2 separate regions of the Rattus norvegicus genome follow, and region 1 is linked to region 2. The links are chromatin contacts, called in public Hi-C maps. All regions are on one chromosome and are shown on one strand. Each heading gives the region's core, a stretch centred on a gene start, on an enhancer-like site or on the middle of the called end of the contact. The rest is flanking DNA. Distances are from core to core; before and after follow the strand shown.

Evidence for each region. A called contact is a pair of places that touch in the nucleus more often than the background predicts.
Region 1: a contact with region 2 is called in a Hi-C map of Schwann cells, with 2.4 times the contacts expected there. The contact joins the promoter of Phospho1 here to the enhancer-like site in region 2. A contact is called at or near these places in 3 of 12 Hi-C or Micro-C datasets (the A7r5 cell line, the Rat2 cell line and Schwann cells).

The regions. Positions count from the first base shown.
Region 1 is chr10:81,257,521-81,260,402 of GRCr8, forward strand. It overlaps Phospho1 (phosphoethanolamine/phosphocholine phosphatase 1), which reads left to right and starts at 1,290. Exons shown (of 3, transcript NM_001105833.1): 1 at 1,290-1,504.
Region 2 is chr10:81,207,120-81,209,819 of GRCr8, forward strand. No RefSeq gene overlaps it. Among named protein-coding and RNA genes, the nearest start is that of Zfp652, 28 kb to the left of the region's middle. Within about 2 kb of position 1,427, at least 11 of the 93 cell types and tissues checked have an H3K27ac peak or open chromatin away from gene starts, as enhancers often do. A contact at or near this core is called in the A7r5 cell line and Schwann cells, where this site is marked.

The DNA.
Region 1 (2,882 bases), core at 40-2,539, 50 kb after region 2:
TGAAACCGTCTCAAAGGGTCGGAGGAGGGGGGCATTGCAGGGCTGAGGACAGATGCAACACAGACGCTGAAGACTGTGTGAGCCTGTCTTAGGGGAGGGTGTGGAGACCAAACTGCTTCTGCAAGGGGAAGGATTGCAGGGTTTGGCGTGGCGACTCAGGCCTTTAATCCATCAGACGGAACAAGGAGGCAGGAGATTTAGGAGCTCAGGGCCAGACCTAGAATAGGTAGGAACAAACTATAAGAGGCCCACCCTCCCATCCCCGACTCAAGATTAAAAGCCAAGCTGAGCACCACTAGGTAGAAGCAGCCCAGGTACCTGGCAGTTGCTCTCCGACTTCAGCGAGGTAAGAGGTGAAGGGGCGCTGTCATAGAGAGGGAGCTGGGGCAATGGAGAAGTCGCCCTCAAAGGTTTGGGTGGGTGGTCCATCAGGTTGGCAATTTTTCTGCCTATCCGCCTTTTGCTGGTGAAAGCACGGAGCACTGGTATCAAAGCTAGAGGACTTTGGGAGAGTTGAAGTTAGACCCAGGCCTGGGTGCATCTCCTCACAGATTCTGTTCTGTGACTGAAGTGAGATGTTCTTGTGTTTGAACTCTTGGACAAGTCTTTTCTCCTGGGTTCGTCGCACCGGCTCAGAAAGTCCAGGTTTCACCCCTTCTCTCTTAATCATAACCTAGTGTCCTAAGGGTTGGGAAGCAAGGGGAAGCTCTCCAGAGGGGAATAGCGGCGGATGGGGGTCCAGGAGCGCACTCCCAGCACTTGGGAGAGAGCGGGATTTTTTTTATTTGCACCACTGTATTCCCGAGTTTGGGCGGATTGGGAGAGTTCTTCCACCGGCAAGCCCGAGTACCCGGTAATCTAGGGACAGGGTTCCGAGGACTCGGCAGGATGCCGTGACTCCTCCCGGAAGGGCAGAGGGCACCGGGCTTGGCGCACGTGGAGGGAGTGCTGCTCGGCGGGCCGGTCACCCGGCTGTCCGGTGGCGCTCCAGAGCCAGGACTGCGGGGCGGTGGAGTGGCAGCCTGAAGATTCCTCGCGCCGAGCCCAGCGGGAGGCGGGCAGTGTGACACTGACTCACGCACGTGCCCACGCGCACGCAGAGGGTGCCCCGCACCCACGCTCCTCGGACGGGACGCGCCACGCTCCACCCGTCCCGCCCGCCCAGTCTCCCCGCCACTCGCGCGGCCTCCGGGACAGCCCGGAGGCGTGGCTCGCTGGCAGCCCGCCCCTTTGATGTGCGCCGGCGCCGCCGTGATTGGCTGGGCGCTTGTGACGTGCGGGGACTGCGGTGGGCCCGGGTGCTGCGGCTGCCGCAGCGCCCGCCGCGGCTCGGGCTCTGGCTCCCCGGCATTTAAAGGGGACGCGGCGGCGGCCCCGGGGATGGGGGGCAGGTGGAAGGGACGGAGCAGAAGCACATCATCCACGGTCCCTCGGGGCTGGAGGGACGCGTGAGCCGGAGCTCAGAAATCCGGGGGTGGATAAGACCGCGTCCCCCCCAATTCCCGTAAGCACCCCTTGCTCCATCCTGTCCCCAAATCCCTTAACTAGCCCCCTTCCCACTACTTCCACTCCAAACTCAGCTGGGACAGACAGCGCGACCGCCGCTGCCCCGCATGAGTCCTGGGCTCCGGGAGGACCGCGATCTCAATGTTGGGGTGGGGGCCGTGTGGAGTTTGAGGGTGTTTCATGCGCTTGATGGTGGGGTAATCCCCTGGGGCAGAGAACCGAACCCTCTTCCCCCCTTTTTCCCAGGTTCATGGTGCCCAGTGTCCCTTCATCTCTGGGGACTGTCATAGCTCCCCGCCACCCACAAGTCCTTCCTTCTCCCCGAGCTGCGCACCCCCCGCCCGCATTAGAGCGAAGCGCCCGCCAGCTGGGGGTGTGCCAGAGTGCCTGCTTTCCAGTCACCTCTAAAAATATCTCTCCTGCTACCCCATCGGCAGCTGCCATCTCCCTGCCCCTACCCAGGAAGAATCACCTCTGCTTGTCCACTCCAGGCAGGAACCCCCAGAGGTGATGCCTAGTCCCAGATTCCTCTCTAGCACCAGCGCACAGACCATTACTCCCTAGGACCGGGAAAATTACAGAGCCTCCGGAGCAACGGAGAGTTCAGCTAGTTTAAAAGGCAGTAGAGACCCCTGAGTTTTAATCCTATTTCTGGTGCTGTGTGATGCCCAGGATGCAAGCTGGACCACTCTGCCATCAACACCCCTTCCCCATTAAGGGTTAATGAACAAGTAAGGAGTTTGTAAAGTTGGGACTGTTAGGGGCAGGAATCCTAGCTTAATTGTCAGATCTAATTTCTAGTGATGGACATACTTATTCTTGGGGCAAGGAAGGCTTGACATTTTTGAAGTCCTCACCCCCATTCTCAGCCTGTATGTTTCTTGTGAAAAACTCCCCAAACTTTCCTATGGGCTCTACCCTCTCCCCATTAGGAGAATTTCAAGCTTAGAGCTTCACACACACACACACACACACACACACACACACACACACACACACACACACACACGAACTCCTACCCCACCTTCCCACAGATTTTTTTTTTCTTTTTTTCGGAGCTGGGGATCGAACCCAGGGCCTTGCGCTTGCTAGGCAAGCGCTCTACCGCTGAGCTAAATCCCCAACCCCACCTTCCCACAGATTTAACCTAAAAGTATTTGTATCAAAGGAGAGAGGGAGCAGGCAGAGGCTGTGATATAAAAAATTAGGGCCACAAACATTATCTTAGGTGGAACTAGAGAAGGACTTCCCTCGGCCCCAGAAAATTTGCCTGCTCTAGCATGTTGGAGAGTCCCATTCTCCACAAGGGACTCTGGTGGTCACACAGAATTTTTTTTTGTTGTTTTGTTTTTCTAGACAGGGTTGCTCTGTGTAGC
Region 2 (2,700 bases), core at 177-2,676:
CAAATACTGTTTCAGGCCAGTAAGATTTGGGACAGCCTGTTGTAAATGTGTATGTTGTAACGGCCCACAGATTTTGGCTTAATAGTTACTAGGACTTGATACCTTTGCATAGACCCCTGTACAAGAAGTGTAGTACTTTTTGTTGTTTATGTAGCCCTAGCCAGCCTGGACTTTTTCTGTAGTAGACCAGACTGGCCTTGAACTCAGAGATGTGCCTGCCTCTGCCTCCTGAGCCCTGGGATGTTAGGTGAGCCCGGTGAAGTGTAATACTTTAGAGTGCAATTGTCAGCACTGACATTTGTTTCTAGATCCCTGCCTCCTCTGTTCTGTTCTCAAAGACAGAGGGAGAATTTCACCCATACAACCATTTCAGGTTTCCCTTCAGGCATGCGTCCCATGTTCCCAGCCCTGTTCCTGAATTCTGCATTCAGGAACTTTGGGGTTTCCAGCCCTCTGACTGTCACCAGTTCAGCTCCACTCAATCTGCACAACCTTGATTTTTCTCCAGATACCGGGGAAGGAACTCTTACAGCAAAGGAAGCAGAAACACGTGAGCTTGTTCAAAGTTGAGCACAGGGTACATCTCCCCTCCACCACACAGTTCAGTGACTCTGTCTTTTTTTTTTTTTTTTAATTTATTTTATGTATGTATAAATACACTGTAGCTGTCTTTGGACACACCAAAAGAAGGCATTGGATCCCGTTACAGATGGTTGTGAGCCACCATGTGGTTGCTGGGATTTGAACTCAAGACCTCTGGAAGAGCAGTCAGTGCCCCTAACCACTGAGCCATCTCTCCAGCCTGACTCTGTCTTCTTAACACTGCCACCCCTTAATACCATTCATGTTGTGGTGACCCTCCACCCAGTCACAAGATCAATTTGTTGCTACTTCATAACTGTAATTTTGCTACTGTTATTAATCATAATGAAACACTTGATATGTAGAATATCTGACATGTGACTCACAGGTTGAGACCCGCTGAATCATAGTCCATGGGTGTGAGCAAGCAGTTTAGCCACTTGGCGCTTGTCCCCATGTTTTCAAGTAGTGTTGATACCACTGCCATAGGTCAGCATGAGGGTTAAGTGAAGTCCTGCAGGTAAAAGGCTCAGCTCAGTGCTTGCCAGATCAGTTTTGTGACAGTTAACTCCCAACGACGAGCCCACTTCCTGGTGTACTTGTACCCGTAAGTGATGCCCTCCTTTATGTGGCTTGGATTCAGTGACTTCCTCCTGGTAAGTGAAGTATGACAGATGTGACAGGCAAGGTGAAATCATACAGAACCCTAGAAATTTAGCTGTGATCACAGCCCTCAGAAAGTGGAGCCAGGAAAATGAGAAATTCAAAAGCATCCTTGGGCTGTCTAGAAAGTTCTGACCAGCCTGGCCTCTATGAAACACTATTTCAAAAACACAACCACTTCAGGATGCGGCCTTGATCTTCAGTCACCAGCTGCTGAGTCACGAGGGCACTTGGGCAGCTATGAAGAATGCCAGAAGCTGGTCAACAACCACGGGAGTGAACTTGGAAGCAATCTGCTACGGCTTGCCAGGAGATGCACTCTCGAGGTTAGAAGAGGGCTCTCCAGTCAGGGCAGAGCCTTGAGAGTCTAGGCTGGGCATGTGATAACAGTCTCACGGAAGCCCAGGAACCAGACTCCTAACAACAGAAACTGAGGTAATGTGTTTTTTAGCCACTACTGGGTGTGGGGGGTGGTGTTGGGGTAGGTGTGGTGGTGGTGGTGGGGCAGTTTTGTTTTTTGTTTTGGATTTGAGTGGCACTGAAAATCAAGAGCCTCATGCACGCTGGGCAAGCACTCGTTGAGCTATAGCCTTTCTTGTTCTTCATTTTGAGACAGAGTCTTAAGACGTTGCCCGTGTTGGCTTTGAACTCCCTCTGTAGTCCATGCAAACCTTTAACTTTAAATCATACTGCCTCAGCCTCCCAAGAAGCTGGGGTTACAGGCCTGGTTCTGGGTGATAAAGTGTGATTTGCAAGGACTAGGGATGTATGCATGCACCAAGTCTGGGGTTCAACCCCCAGGATTACTTATATCAGATACGGTGACTGGCACAGGCCAGTAATGCTAGAACTTGGGAAGTGGGGGCACGAGAATCAGGAGTTCAAGCTCATCCTTGACTAGATAGCAAGTTTGGGGCTAACCTTGGCTACATGCAACCCTGTAATTATGACAGCCAGACACAGTGGTGCACAACTTGTAAACCCAACACTGAGGAGGATCGTGAATTTCAGCTTGTATTACATAGGGCGATCTGTTTCTCTATTGAGTCTGATCTCTGGGACCTGGATGGAGGAAGGGGAGAACTGACTTCAAAAGTTGACCTGACTTTCCACACATGCACTGTGGCATACTACACACACACACACACACACACACACACACACACACACACACACACACACACACAGAATAAATAAATAATAAAAAATTAAGGACTGGAGAGATGGCTCAGTGGTTAAGAGCACTGACTGCTCTTCCAAAGGTCCGAGTTCAATTCCCAGCAACCACATGGTGACTCACAACCATCTGTAATGGACGCCCTCTTCTGGTGTGTCTGAAGAGAGTGACAGGGTACTCACTTATATGAAATAAATAAAATCTTTAAAAAAAATTAAAAGTACCGTTATAGACTACCAAGAGGGTCAGAAAACATGGCAGTAGCTCTGTGGCTTGTG